5 separate regions of the Mus musculus genome follow, and all the other regions are linked to region 4. Evidence: chromatin contacts called from public Hi-C and HiChIP or PLAC-seq data. All regions are on one chromosome and are shown on one strand. Each heading gives the region's core, a stretch centred on a gene start, on an enhancer-like site or on the middle of the called end of the contact. The rest is flanking DNA. Distances are from core to core; before and after follow the strand shown.

Region 1 (2,700 bases), core at 18-2,517, 200 kb before region 4:
CAGATGCTTGAAAGAGGGACAGGAGATGAGATATGGGGGAGACGGTTGAACTGGTGGGAAGGAACCAAGCCCTGGAGCCAGCAGGCAGGGACACGGCCCAGTGTCCCTCTTGCTCTCTGGTTTGGACAAGAAAGCTGCTGCTGTGTGTGCTCTGTGCTCAGGAGTTACCCTCATGCGTCAAATGGCAGTGGTAACATGTCTGCTTTATGCAGGGTTAAAGGGAAGGATCCTAACATGGTACTGAATGCCTAGCAGGAGATCAAAGCATCAGTAAGTCGTGACAGTGATCATGGACTCCATGGAGACAGGATTTTTAAAAAATTAGTGCTAATGGACAGATGTGAGAGATATTTTACAATATCACAAATTGGGGGCATATGAACCAGGACAATAGTTGCTTTGCCTATAAGATTAGAAAAAATAAAAGAGGGGATTTCCAGAACTGGTAGGGGCAGGGGACGGACACTTGGACATGCCATTGTATGAGAATGGCCTGTTTGGGAACTATTTGGTAATATCTATGATAGCTGAAAAGGACAAATACTCATGAACTCAACTATTCGACTTCTGGAAACTCATTATGAATAAGTAAAAAAACAGGTAAACACACATAAGTAGATATTATGAATGTTTACCGCATAACTGTTTATAGCAGCAGTGGCACAAAATTGAAGACGACCTAAATGTCTATCAGTCAGAGAAAGTAGAACATAGCACAGGGTTCCCTGCAGTGGAGTATAAGAATGAGACAGAGCGGTGTTTGGAAAGCTATCCATAAGAGTACATAAAGTAAAATAAAGTAGTATGCTGCCCAGCAAGTATAGCGCTGCTCTATCATTGTAAAAATGTCCTATACATAGATAGATACCAACATCTGTGTAAATGTGATAAAGGGTTAGAGATGACACATACCTAGCTGAGAAGGGGACCACTATTCAGGGTTAGAAGGTAATATGAGAACTGGCTAATACTCTTTAAAAAATAATATATACGTTATTTGTAGCAACAGGAGTCTCCCATGTATCCCAGCACACAGTGAGAACAAGTCAAAATAATGATATAATGATTGATAATTGTTCAATCAGTGATGGAGCACCAAACCATGACTTTCTTATCTGCTTCTGAAATGGCCCTAGCTTGCACAGCTGCTGAAGGAGGCCTAGGCATAGGCCCCTCCCTGGTCTCTGGACAGCTTGTTCTATGCTCTTTTAGGGAGGTTCACACAGGGTTTCAAGCACACGCTGACCTGGGCCACTGTGATCCAGATGTTGGCTAGGACAGGAAAAACCCAATTGTGAAACTGTCCTCAGAGTTCAAAGTGCTGAGCCCAAATGCTACCCTGTGCGTGCCAAGGCCCCGGCATTGCAAAATGCACGTAGTTATACAAACTCAAGAAAACCAAATGTTCTTCCTCCCAGTGTTATCAGAAGAATTCCAGCTCATGGATTAAGATAGCATCAAGTGACATTCCTGGATGCTTTCCCCTGTCTAACTGCCCATGTTTCCAGAGAGACAGCTGCTGGTTTTTGAAAGGATGTCATTTCATAAATTTCAGTCCTCTCTTGTGGAAGTTCACAAAGCATTTAAGGCCTCAAGACTCGGTGTCTAAGTGGGCTTCAAAAATCAGCTTAAACATCAAACTGTTCCTTCCCATTATGTTCACTTGATCAGACAAATTCTAGACATCTGAGAAGATGTGCTCTCTGACTTAGAAGGATTTAATGGATTGAGGTGGCAATAGCAAGGAAGGGGCTGGAAGTAGGATGGCAGCAGGGATGGGAGGTGGGGCCAGAGCTGAGAAGATGCCAGGAAGCCTCTGGAGGCAGAGAGCTGAGCCAAGGACACCCAGGCTTGGAGAGATACTCAGCCTCTGCAGAGGGCTTAGGCAGCAGGGTAGAAAGCTAGGTCTGTGGCAGTGGGCTTAGGCACAAGGCCAACGGGAATTGCCCAGATGGCAGGACTCTGAGTGGATATGATCTCTAGCAGGAGAGAGCACGTGGGAAACCATGCAGAAGAAAGGGGCTGGAGACTTGACAGAGAAGACAATGTTTGCTCCTTGATTCACCTTCCATGTCAGCTCTGTTTGACGTAGGGGCTAAAGCATTTTTTAGATCCTTAACAAGATTGCAGAGGGACTCTATAGTCATCTCATGGACGTGCAGGCTGCCTCTAATTTCTATTAGGACCATCCACACAGCAAACCTTCCTGTGCATTGGACTCTTCCTGTATTGAGGACGATTTCCTAAGAATAGATTCTGAGAAGTGGAACAACTGGGTCAAAGGAAAGGAACATATTTTATGTGTCTTAATATACAGTGGAGAGCATTTGGAGAGCCAAATTGCTTTCCAAAAGGTTGGTTGAACCCAATCGCTTTCATTTCAAACAAGATTTTATGGGTGATTATGCAGGCCTTTAATGAGATGTTTGGCTCAGAAATGATAGTACAAAATCTGACATTTATTCTGTGCTAATCATAGCTTTTCTACCCGTGCTCTTATTTAATCCTCACAACAAGGCAGTGTGACAGACATTGTTCTGCTGGTTTCACAGATGAGGAGACAAGCTCACTGAGATTAAGCACATTCCCAAGGTCACATGCTCAGTGGGACGGGTAGCTTTCTCTCCATTTCATGCTGCGTCCCTCCCCCCCGACTCCCCAGTTTGTTCCAAGAACACAAACCAACCGACAATGATGTAA
Region 2 (2,700 bases), core at 122-2,621, 220 kb before region 4:
TGGTTTTGAAAACAGAAGCACCTACAGGAGGCCTCTGGGCTCTCAATAGAATCAGCATCCTCCATTCTAGCCATGAGCTGGGAATGAAGTGAGCCACCTGTCCAAGCAGGCCACGTTTCTGTTCTGAAGGGTTTCTTCTTTTAGGGTCAACAAGCAGGGAGACTCTGCATTACCTCCATGACTCCTACATGAGTAACAAGTGGGATTCTTCCAACAGTTTTCTCATTGCAAGGTCTGGTCTGCCTAGGGATGGGGCCCAATCAGTGGAGAACTGAATCTGGGCGTTTTCTACCAAGACAAGATGGAAGAAAGGACTAAAACCAACCAACCAACCAACCAACCAACCAACCAACCAACCAACCAACCAACCACAAAAATCAAGGTCAGGATTAAATCATCATCATCACCACCACCACCACCACCAGCAGCAGCAGCAGCAGCAGCAGCAGCAGCAGCAGCAGCAGCAGCAGCAACAACAAGAACACAAGATCAACAATAGTGTGAAGCCACACATCAAACCAGAGTCAGAGAAACTTCTTAAAGAGAAATGTGGGGGCAGACCCAGTGAAGGATAGGAAAGAAATCACATATGTATTGGCAATAGTGTGCTGTGTGCTGCATGCTTGTGTGCACACATGGGTCTGATGGATAACCTATAGCAGCTGGCATCTGATGGCACAGAACACTGGTTTAGCCGGTTCACTTAGAACATTTCTGAGGGAAGACATGTTTAGTTATATCCAAGATGCAGCCTAATGCATCTTGCTTAGGAAAACAGTGTCCACCCAATGGATCCAGGGTGTGACTTGTTAACTAATTATAGTATTCATTTCAATATTTCTTGTATGACAGCTAGTCAATTGCTTGGCTATTTCCCCATCTGGATCAAAAGACCTTTGAGGATAGACTGTTTCTTATTCTTTCATAGCATATACTGGAATGCTTTGTACATATAAAGCACTCAAAAAACATTTTGATTAATAGCCACTGCCAATCTTTTGGGTTGGTGTTTTTTTTTTTTTTTTTCTGTTAACATTAGTAAATGGATTAATAATGGTTTTGATGGGGCATTTTTTCCTCTAAATGATATAATCTAAACAGAAATATATCACAAAGGAGCAAAAATTAAACCTTAGGTAGAAGAGTTTAACATATTTAAGGAGACATGGGGAGAGAGACAAGAGGTGAGAAACGCTGACTCAGCTCAGCATTCAGATTTTCTTCTAAAAACCTCCCAAGCCTTTTCCACACATGGCATTTTAACGCTGTATATTTTTTCTACAGTGTTTTCCCTACTTGGCCACAGAGTTTCATTTATTAATGAAACATAATTAGGCCCCGTTTCAAAAGGAGGAACAAAGGCCATTTTGTCCTGCTCTGAAGCTTGGTTCAGCCGGGGTCACAGTGATTGTCAGCATCTCTGTTTTCAGGCTACATAGACTTGGATGCTTCAGCAAGACAACTGGGGGGCCAGTTGGTCAACTTCCCATTCCCTGGAGCCCCTGAAAGCAGTCCTCCCAAGCTCTGGAGTCTGTGTTCACTGATCATAAATACGGGTCTATGGCTTCACGTCCCACTTGGCAAGGAGAGTGTGGTAGGTTCACTGCCAATTCTGTCATTTCTCAGGGCCCAGAGCTATCTTGTGATGGCTCACCAATCAAGCTCACATGCTGGCCTTCCGGAACGGGAGCTTTCTACCAAAGCGATTACCGTATCCTCACTGATTAGCTGTTGCTTCTGAAAACATTCAAAAGACTATGGAGATATGGACCTCTCACGCAAATATAATTAGAGGATAATAGAGAAAGACAAATGAACAACACTGGGAAACACGGCACTGCCTTCTGTTTATTGAAGGTCGGCAAACTCCATATTCACTATTACAGTTCTTGTAAGAGCCCTGTTAAATAATCTGAAAGCTGTATGTGTCAGGTGGTGTCAGGTGTCAAGTCACATGGTCAAAGTCATATAGATAAATTAGTGATGGATCCTGTATGAAAATTTATGTCTGATTCTATGTATGAAATATGCAAAGGTATTAAGTTACCTTCATGGAATACCATACCTTCTTACATGCTAGTTGACGACAATGCTCAGTAACATGGCTGCTACTCCACAGCGAGATGTTAAATATGCTGACCGAGATCATGGAATTAATGCATTCTATTTAGCCAGTAACTTATAAAAAAATCACATATATGTATGTATGTGTATACACACACACACACACACACACACACACACACACACACACACACACATATATGAACAGAAGGCTCAGAGTAGTAATGAAGTCCTTTTAACTCCTATGAAACAGAACTGTCAAGCCAATTTGATTTATTCTCTGTGACAAACTTGACCTTAATGGAGGTTATTTCAAGAATGCAAAAATAGCTAAAAAAGATTAACATTCTAACACTAACATCAGGTTAAGTAATCCATTAATAGCATAGCAAACATCGCGAAGAGAAATCCTTCAAGTAAAATAATTTACTGGCTTAGCTTAGAGAGACCTATTTTAAATAATTTACTAACAATGGAATTAAAATTTTCACTTCCAAAATGTGGGCAAAACAAATATAAATATCATCACAACTTTGTATTACGAAACTGTAAAGAATAACTTCCAGAAAAGAAGATTTAAAAATCAGCATCACTGTTATACGCAATATATTATCATACATTATAGTTGTTTTTATA
Region 3 (2,700 bases), core at 192-2,691, 160 kb after region 4:
ACCTGCAGGTGTAGAATTTGTAGCAAGAGAGAGAGAGAGAGAGAGAGAGAGAGAGAGAGAGAGAGAGAGAGAGAGAGACTTTGCCAAAGTGTGTTCACGAGCACCATCTTCTGGCCAAAGTTCGGAACAAAAAGGAAAATGCACAAATAAGCAGGTGCCTAAATGGTCTTGTGCCTTTAATCAGCCGCTTAACTACTTAACCATGAAAACGAGCTTCCTGGGGCTAATGAGAGTTGCCCAATTTGCAGAAACAGGGTGTTTATTTTTGTAGCACAATTTTCCAGCTGCCTGCATCCTGCATGCTTTACGGTGTTAGCATCTGCTTATGCAGCATTGTTCATGGATATGGCTTTGCCTGAAGGCTCCTTCTGGAGACTAGGGGACAGAGCACGTGCTGGGTCTCTAGGGTTGAAAATTGTATTCAGAAACCCAAGCAGGCATCCAGTCTTGACCCAATAGGATCTGTAAGTCGGTTACAAGTTCTTTATATTTCCAACTAGTCAAGAATAGGGTAAGAAAGTAGGCTGAGTTCTGGAGATACTTTGAAATAGCAAGAAAAACCTACATGACCTGTAGCCAAACAGATGTGGTCAGCACATCCGTAGCTAGCTATTATTCAGATATTTTCTCATTTTTCCCCCTTCTTTTAAAAAAAAAAAAAAAGAAGGAAAAACAAAAAACAAAAAAACAAAACCAGGTGCTCTTGCAGCAATGAGTTGTATGTGTTCCTAAGGGGAGGGAAAGAAACACACTCTCTGCAAAATCGCAAACTAAAAATAATTAAGACTTATGGGAAAAATAGGACGGCGGCAGACAACCCCAAATAGATAACCTCCGTGAAAGATGCCAGTGGTTTAAGAAGAATGTCCAGTTCCTAATACACAACACAGCCTGGAGAAAATAGAGGACTCTGCCTTTAAGACAGGAAGAAAGGACAGCTTGATGGATGTCAATGTAAGAGAAACTACGACCTTCTGAGTTACCTGGAGAAGGAAACACGCACCCCCTACCCTACACCACCCCCACCACCCCCACCACCCCCACCCCACCCCCACCACCCCCACCACCCCCCCACCCCGGGCACAGGATCAGTGAGACCTGACTGACAAGTACTCCTAACATGGACTGGAGACTTCCCTGAGGCAAAAGGCCTGGAGTTGCTGGGAGCTGCAGGAAATGCTGTCTCTCTCCCTCCGTGCTGTATCCAGCTGGGTTCCTGCACTTTGCCTGCATCTTCCAAGGCCTGCCAGTGCAAAATGTTGGCAGGCCGGGAGCCTCGCAGATGAACCGCATTTCACTGGCGTTGTTCCATTTATCAAGCACATTTGAGCTAATTTATGTTAAAATCACACACAAACACGCAAGTGTGACAGCAAAACAGACTGAGCGTGGGCTGCTTCCCCAGTACACATCGACATTACCACCACCATTCCCCCTGCTGGCAGGATCAGGTCCAGTCAGCCCTGCTTTATCATGAGAGTCACAGATGTCCGTATCTCCCAGCAGGGCCTTGGGAACCCTATCCTGGCTCCTTGGCTTTGAGCCTTCTTCATGTCTAAAGTGCAGTACTATGGTAAGCAATTGAGGCATTTATGTATTCACAAGGTTATTTCAGCTACCCTTGAGAAAATCTGTCTAGAAACGACAACACTTTTGCTAATTAAAGTGCCCAGATGTAAATGGGGCTTCAAGCTTCAAGTTGGGGACACAGATTTGGTCCCTCGGTATGTGTGTTTCTCAACTACCTCCATTCTCCCCAGTTCTTTGCTTCTCTTGGTGGCTCCTTCCCCACCCCACCCCCCCATCATCATTTCCCACTGATGGTGCCTAGACCCTCCAGTTCCAAAACCCTCACAGGCAGCAATCCTGAAAGGGAATGACCTTCTCTTTCCTAATGATTTTAGCTAAAAAAAATAATAAAAGCAAAATCATGATTCTCTCGTTTAGATGCTTATAGGCATGCTCGGTGACTTTGAATTCTAAAGTGATCCAAGGATGAAGTCTCTGGACAAGCCAGAGTGAGCTGGCCCTTGGTCCCACCCAAGCCATGTGTTCAAAGACAAGGAGGTATCTCTCTTCAAAGCAAAGCAGAAAGAGATACCCATCCTCCAGGGTGCTCTGAATCAGACACCCATCCAAGAGTGTTTCTCATGAACATGACCCCTGCAAGAGACAGTTTACCTTGGACTTAAAAGAAAAGGAAAAGACAGTCCAAACATGGCCTCAATTCACTACTTATTAGCTTATAAGCAGATGTGCTATGCTGGCAAGAAAGATAGACAATTACAGACTTGGCTGACTTCACTTATATCTTCCCAAATGGTAGGCAATTGTAAACTTCAAAATCTCTCTCTCTTCTTGCTCAAGGACAGCCAAACACTTGTGTCCCAGAGAGCTAAATGGCCTTTGCCTTATGGGAGAAATATCATGCTTTTGTTCTAAAGGTAGTCACATTGAACCTCCAGATTTGATTGAACCAAAGTAGAAACCATTGCAAAAGTTGCCTTTAAGAGAAAACTCCTGGTCCAGAAGAGAATCTCAGGGACCTCATGACCCAGAGGGAACACATCTGACTCTAGAAGTCACACTCTTTGAGATGTGAATCAGGAGTCACTGAATTCGTGGGCTTCCTTTGTGTAACTCCCCCGGGATGGGCAGGATGAACATTCTTTTGGAGTTTCTCCTATTATAAATGATAGA
Region 4 (2,700 bases), core at 66-2,565:
CGCCAGAATCAGAATCGCGTTCTGGGAATCCTGGGTCTGTTTTCTATCGTCACATTCCACCTTCCATTGAGAGACTACCCGTGTTGGGTTGTTTGTTTGTTTGTTTGTTTGTTTGTTTTTGAGGACCCTATTGCCATTGAAACCTGTCCTGGAAATCCAAGGGTCTCTGTCTTCTCCTGGGACATAAGAGAGTAATTCGGGGATCTTTCTGTGGACCCTTCAGGTTCCTCCTTCCCCTAACCTGAGACTGGTTAGGGACCCATCCAGGAAGTGAGAGTCCTGCTTGATCTAGAAGCTGGTATCTCTCCTTCGAGGATGAAAACCATGGGAAGAGATGCCCTACCTGGGACCCACCTGAGAGTACCCTCTTCCCCAGAGAGCGATAAGGAGAAATGTGTGTGTGTACTTCACTCTCGCCAACAGCTGGAGCGAAGTCGGGCTCCCTCCCAGCCAGGCTGGTGTGATGTGTGGCTCGGCTGTATTCCCCGGCTCGGGAACCCTGCGTTGGAGACCGGGGCTGTCTCTCCTGCCTGTAGCCTCCCCGACGGCCCCCTCCTCCCCCGACACTGTCTTGTTGGGTATAGTATAGAGCTGGCAGCTAAGGGGCTCAGGGCAGCCAGGTCACGGCCCCGGGCTGGGATGCGCAGACGTGGTACACTCGGGGACTGCGCTCCCGGCTCCAGCCTTGCTCGGGTCAGTGCCCTAGGGGTTCCTAGATCTCCGGTCCCCAACGCCATTCCACTCACCTCGGTAGCTGCTTCCTGGCTTATAGAAGTCAGGGTCGCCTTCCACGCGGAGGCTGAACTCCGTGTATCCCTCACGCCGTGTGCCCTGGGCGCGCAAGATGCGGCTGCAGTAGCCCTCCGACTTGGTCACTTTGTCCAGGGTCTCATCTGAGAAAGCTAGCGCTGCGGCCAGGGGCAGCGCGAGGGCCAGCAGCGCCGGACCCCGGCTAAGCCTCAGGGACACGGGAGACAGCCTCATCCTCGAGGGCCCCCCAACTTTATGCGGATGTTGCAGACCCTGTCAGGACACTCCTGCTCCAAGTGACGGGAGCTGCAGAGGCGAAACCTGGAGGAGCCCGGGTGGCGCTGGCGGTGGGGAGACCGTGCCCGCCTCGCTTTGGCGGCTGCGGAGCTGCGCTGCTCTGAGCGGAGCCGAGCAGCGGAGCTGAGGGGCGGGCGGTGGCGAAGGAGCGCGAAGAGGGAGGGCTGATTTGCGCCCGGATCCCCCAGCGCAGTGCTGTTTTGTTTCTGAGCTGGCGATTAGCGGGCGCTCTGGTGTTTGTTTTGTGAAGCTGGATTCCCAGGGTCTGGTGGGAGAGAGCCGGGATACGCAGACACGTGCTGGCTCAATCTACCCTGCCACCAACGAGGCTGCTTCCTCGGTATCCAGTTCCAGCTTGGGTCCTGTGGACCACAGTGCTCTGAGGAGGGAAAGCCTGCCAACTTAACTTTTGTTGCAAACCTACTCAGTGCCAGGCTGCGCTGCTGCAAGGTTTCCCCGCGGCGGCATCAGTCTACCACGTGCACTAGCGCCACACACCGTAATCATTTATTTATAGACAAGCAGATCCCCGCAGGCCACCTTTGCTGTGCTGGCCCGCTGCCTCTTACCAGGCCACCATATAACATATCACGCTAGAGGACCAGCAAGGAGCCCGAGACTTAGGCCCTGAGAGCAGCTGGCACAATGCCTTGGCCATAATTTTGAAGATTTTTTAAAATGTTTTTCTTTTAAAACAAGAGGAAAAGTTACTATTGAAGAAAATATTTTTTGCTACATATTAGTTTATTCAGCAGTGTATCTAAGCAATCATAAACTGTGAGGTTTTAAGAAGGAGGGGGCTTACAAAAATAAGTGTCTATTGCTTAGGAGCCTGGCCATTTTGAAATGTTCAAAGAAGGGCCTGTGTTTTCTTGGCTTAGATATTTAGTTCAGGCTCTTAGCCTCCAGGGACAGGTTTTTGGGAGAGGCCATAAGCCGGAATCTCTCTCAATGTCTCTCTGCCTCAGCCTTGTCATTTATCCATTGTGAGGTTAGGTCAGACATCCTTTCCAAGCGTGTTCCCTGCCCAGGAAGCATGGGGCAGGAGCGGGCGGCAGCTATTGAACCAGAGCTGTGTATGCCGAAATTTGGCAAAATCTCTCATGTGGAATACTTTGCCTCAGGAGACACCCTACTTGAAGATACCTGAATGCCATTGCTGCACACAAGCCTCCCCTGCCCCCAATGCCCTGAAAGGCTGCATTATTCTCCTTTATTCTTCCCAGGGCCTTGAATACTTCTCAAGTGCCTGCATCTAACAAGCAGTTTCGTCCACTTTCCAGACTCGCCTTTCCTCTTCCTCTTAGATTACAAACAGCCCAATAGAGCCATCAATACTGGAAATTCCATTCCTCACCCCATCCACTAACCACTGATCCCTCAGTCCTATGGTGTGACTTGTACTACCACCGTCAACTGGATGCTATCTTTCAGAAGTCACTGAGGAATAAGCCTTGTGGAAGGCCTTGTGTACTTCTCAGCCTTAGGAGAAAGCATGAGAACTGGACCTCAGCCTCTGATCCAACAGACCAGCTCTCTCCTATGTGCATCTTCAGATCTGGACTGTAGAGTGAGCCAGCTGACTCAGGGTTCTAGACTGACTCCATGTTTGGGTTCCCATTCCCCCCAGCAAGCTTTGTTGCATGTACCTGA
Region 5 (2,700 bases), core at 87-2,586, 250 kb after region 4:
AAGCAGTTGACAGCAACACACATATACTAATGTCTTTCTTAAGTGAAAATATTTTTTGTTTATTTAACTACAAAACTAGTCTCAAAAGTGAAAGCAACTGCCCAACAAGCATAAAACAAATTCCACTACATTAAAAAGATTGCTCATTCAGAACTGCACAACTACATTCACACAGTATCACTTCTGTTTTTGTAAGACACCTTGCACCATCCTCATGTCATATTACCCATCCATTATCCATCCCCAACCAGACTCTTTAAATGTTGCCCTTAGCACTTTTCTTTAAGAATTAAGCAATTTCCCAGTCCAAAAAAAAAAAAAAAAAAAATCAAAGAATACTTAATACCCATTACTTCTAAGAGCTAAGTTTGTGTGAGCTGTGGCTAAACAATCAGATGGATCATCCAGGGGACAGCATAAAGGTGAGCTAATGATCAGCCTCAGTAGGTAGCTACGTTGAGTGTTCCGAGCTGTCATCCTGAGATACTCTCTCTCAACTCTGTACTCCCAACTCACTCCACTGTTCACAAAAGATCCCCACCCTTGAGCAAGCACACAGAAATCCACCTTGACTGTTCCTTGTGTACTTTCCAAGAAACCAAATAACGCCTTCTAGTCAGACAGCCTCCATCCACCCCTCATCTAAAATCCACTCCTCGGACACCTTCCGGTTTCTGTGTGTACCTTCTCACACTCCACATGCCCTGTCCCCATTGGTCCAGAGACCTTAACCTTCAAACCCCAAACCAGTTCTCCATCTCTCAGCTGATTTCTCCGCAACGCCATTGATACCTACTTCCCAGAGGCCGATCCCACTCTGGAGCAGGGGCCTCCTCACTGGACGCCCTCTCCAGAGCATCACCCCTTTCCCATCACTTTCTTCCTCTCAATCCCAGGCCGCCACCCTCCTCCGTTAACTCGGGCCCCCACCGTGGCCGCCTCTGCGCGGCCTCCCCCCGCAGACGGAACCCCTGCCTCCCCGGGTTGCAGGCCAGGGGCCTCTAAGCTCCCTCGCCGCGGCCCTGGCAGTCGGGAGGGCGGCGGCCCGGCCACGCCGCGCAGGGACAGTCCCAGCAGAGGAGGCGCCCCCGCCTCCAGGCGGCCGTGGCGGGGCGGGGGCGGGGCGGTTCGCAGGCCCCACCTCAACGCAGCCCGGCCTAGGACTCCCGCAAAACGGCGGCCAAGTGCGGAGGGGCCGCGGCCGAGCCTGCGACAGAGCCCGTGCCGCTCACCTCGACGCGGAAGCTCGGGCCTCGCTCTCCCTTCAGCGATGGCTACGCCGTGGTCGCGCTCTCCTCACTCGCTTTTCACCGCCCCCGACCGGCTGCTGAAGAGCGGACCGACAGCGGTGCGCCCATTGGCTGAGAGCGCTATGGCGTCACGGGTCCCGACCGCGCCTCGGGGTCTGACTGGTTGGCGTGGCGCCTCTTTTCCACGTCTGCTCCTGATTGGCTCTTGCTCACACTCTTCCCGGGAGAACCGCTCACCCTCCACTCTTCTTCAGCCGCCCACCCCAAACCCCCCAGGCAGGACGGCCAATGGGGGAGCGGAGAGAGGCCGGGAAGTGGGCGGCTGGGCGGTGTGGTCGGGGAAAGCGCAGCCAATGGGCGCGCGCCGCACATCCCCGCTCAGCAGCGCCGCCCCCGGCCGCCCGCTTCCCGGAGGGTCGCGCCCTGGGCCACGCCCGACTACCCTGGCGCGGGAGCCCAGCCCACGCAAAAGGTGCGGGACAAGTGGCAGACGTGAGAGCCCGCCCCGCAGCCATCGCGGCGTGCTTGAGTACTGCCAACGTGCACCCTGGCGCTCCCCAGATGGGGCCGGCTACCCTCGGTCTTAACTGAGTGTGAGGATCCTCCCTGATAACTGCCAGCTTGGTTCCTTCGGAATGTGGAGCCAGCACTGTATGGACCTTCTGAAGGGCCCATCGGGAGGACTGGAGCCCGCGTCCATCCTCCCCGAGAGACTGTCCACCTAGTCCTTCCTCCTTCAAGACAATCCCGTGCAAGATGTAGGGACAGTGAGAGAAGTTTCAGCGTTGGAAGGTGGGGCGTGTGCTGAGAGCTAGGGTGCACGGGAACTTGCTGAGTGTCGCGAGCTAGAAGGTAGATACGCGTAGTTAGTATAACAAGTTTTATTTAGTTATGCTTTGGGTCTTCACACAATATAAACACTCTGAATTCCTAACTACGGTCCTAAGCCTATCTCCCGAGGCTGCTTACCTATGCGATGTATCTTGGCTGAAGGTCAGGTCCAGTCTCAAACAGAAATTTCTGATTCCAGGGGCAGGATCCTAGAAAAGATTCTCCAGCCACAGGGCAGATCAAAGTGGCATCTCTCCAGATGTGCAGAGCAGAGCATTGCTCTTAGTCTCTGCTTATATACTGTTCACTGGGCATCGTGGAGTTAGTTCTAGGACTATCTCTTGTTATCTTTGAGTGAGTGGTGTACGGAGTTATGGTTATCAGGTGCAGCCTTGAGTGTAGTGGGGATCCTGACTACACTATTTTTACATGCCTAAAAAACATTTTTCTAAAAAACTATGCTCATTACAATGTATGAGCTGGGAACCTGTTTTTTCTTGATGTGGTGGTGATTACCCGGGTGTATGAAGAAGATTCGTGGGGCTGTGTGCTTCATGCACGGTGCAATCATTTTGGAAAAAACTATTGCATCCTGGTTATAATCAACACCAGGCTTTAG

The links. A called contact is a pair of places that touch in the nucleus more often than the background predicts. HiChIP or PLAC-seq counts read pairs in DNA pulled down with a chosen protein or histone mark.
Region 1: a contact with region 4 is called in a Hi-C map of uterus, with 4 times the contacts expected there. The contact joins the enhancer-like site here to the promoter of Spon1 in region 4. A contact is called at or near these places in 8 of 39 promoter capture datasets (the HPC-7 cell line, embryonic stem cells, hippocampal neurons and 4 more), 4 of 484 Hi-C or Micro-C datasets (macrophages and uterus), 11 of 115 datasets of contacts at active chromatin or transcription factors (SST interneurons, astrocytes, craniofacial prominence and 7 more) and 4 of 9 other capture datasets (adipose tissue, embryonic stem cells, liver and 1 more).
Region 2: a contact with region 4 is called in an H3K4me3 HiChIP or PLAC-seq map of forebrain, with 4 times the contacts expected there. The contact joins the enhancer-like site here to the promoter of Spon1 in region 4. A contact is called at or near these places in 5 of 39 promoter capture datasets (Sertoli cells, embryonic stem cells, neural stem cells and 2 more), 2 of 484 Hi-C or Micro-C datasets (embryonic fibroblasts and primitive type A spermatogonia), 16 of 115 datasets of contacts at active chromatin or transcription factors (SST interneurons, a beta-TC-6 cell line, craniofacial prominence and 10 more) and 1 of 9 other capture datasets (adipose tissue).
Region 3: a contact with region 4 is called in an H3K4me3 HiChIP or PLAC-seq map of neural progenitor cells, with 36 read pairs. The contact joins the enhancer-like site here to the promoter of Spon1 in region 4. A contact is called at or near these places in 9 of 39 promoter capture datasets (cranial neural crest, embryonic stem cells, hippocampal neurons and 4 more), 60 of 484 Hi-C or Micro-C datasets (the AML12 cell line, the AtT-20 cell line, B cells and 41 more), 14 of 115 datasets of contacts at active chromatin or transcription factors (SST interneurons, astrocytes, bone marrow-derived dendritic cells and 8 more) and 2 of 9 other capture datasets (embryonic stem cells and pancreatic islet).
Region 5: an H3K4me3 HiChIP or PLAC-seq map of embryonic stem cells shows a contact between it and region 4, with 14 read pairs. The contact joins the promoter of Far1 here to the promoter of Spon1 in region 4. A contact is called at or near these places in 1 of 39 promoter capture datasets (neural stem cells), 1 of 484 Hi-C or Micro-C datasets (embryonic stem cells) and 2 of 115 datasets of contacts at active chromatin or transcription factors (astrocytes and embryonic stem cells).

Annotation. Positions count from the first base shown.
Region 1 is chr7:113,960,893-113,963,592 of GRCm38.p6, reverse strand. The region is part of intron 6 of Spon1 (spondin 1, (f-spondin) extracellular matrix protein); the gene reads right to left. Among named protein-coding and RNA genes, the nearest start is that of Gm51454, 74 kb to the left of the region's middle. Within about 2 kb of position 1,267, at least 55 of the 459 cell types and tissues checked have an H3K27ac peak or open chromatin away from gene starts, as enhancers often do. A contact at or near this core is called in SST interneurons, adipose tissue, forebrain and 2 more, where this site is marked.
Region 2 is chr7:113,985,437-113,988,136 of GRCm38.p6, reverse strand. All of the region lies in intron 6 of Spon1 (spondin 1, (f-spondin) extracellular matrix protein), which reads right to left. Among named protein-coding and RNA genes, the nearest start is that of Gm51454, 50 kb to the left of the region's middle. Within about 2 kb of position 1,371, at least 11 of the 459 cell types and tissues checked have an H3K27ac peak or open chromatin away from gene starts, as enhancers often do. A contact at or near this core is called in adipose tissue and forebrain, where this site is marked.
Region 3 is chr7:113,606,757-113,609,456 of GRCm38.p6, reverse strand. No RefSeq gene overlaps it. Among named protein-coding and RNA genes, the nearest start is that of Far1os, 43 kb to the right of the region's middle. Within about 2 kb of position 1,441, at least 29 of the 459 cell types and tissues checked have an H3K27ac peak or open chromatin away from gene starts, as enhancers often do. A contact at or near this core is called in the AML12 cell line, the N1E-115 cell line, SST interneurons and 7 more, where this site is marked.
Region 4 is chr7:113,764,613-113,767,312 of GRCm38.p6, reverse strand. It overlaps Spon1 (spondin 1, (f-spondin) extracellular matrix protein), which reads right to left and starts at 1,315. Exons shown (of 16, transcript NM_145584.2): 1 at 747-1,315. The coding sequence starts at 984.
Region 5 is chr7:113,512,470-113,515,169 of GRCm38.p6, reverse strand. Far1 (fatty acyl CoA reductase 1) reads right to left here and starts at 1,336. Exons shown (of 13, transcript NM_027379.4): 1 at 1,233-1,336.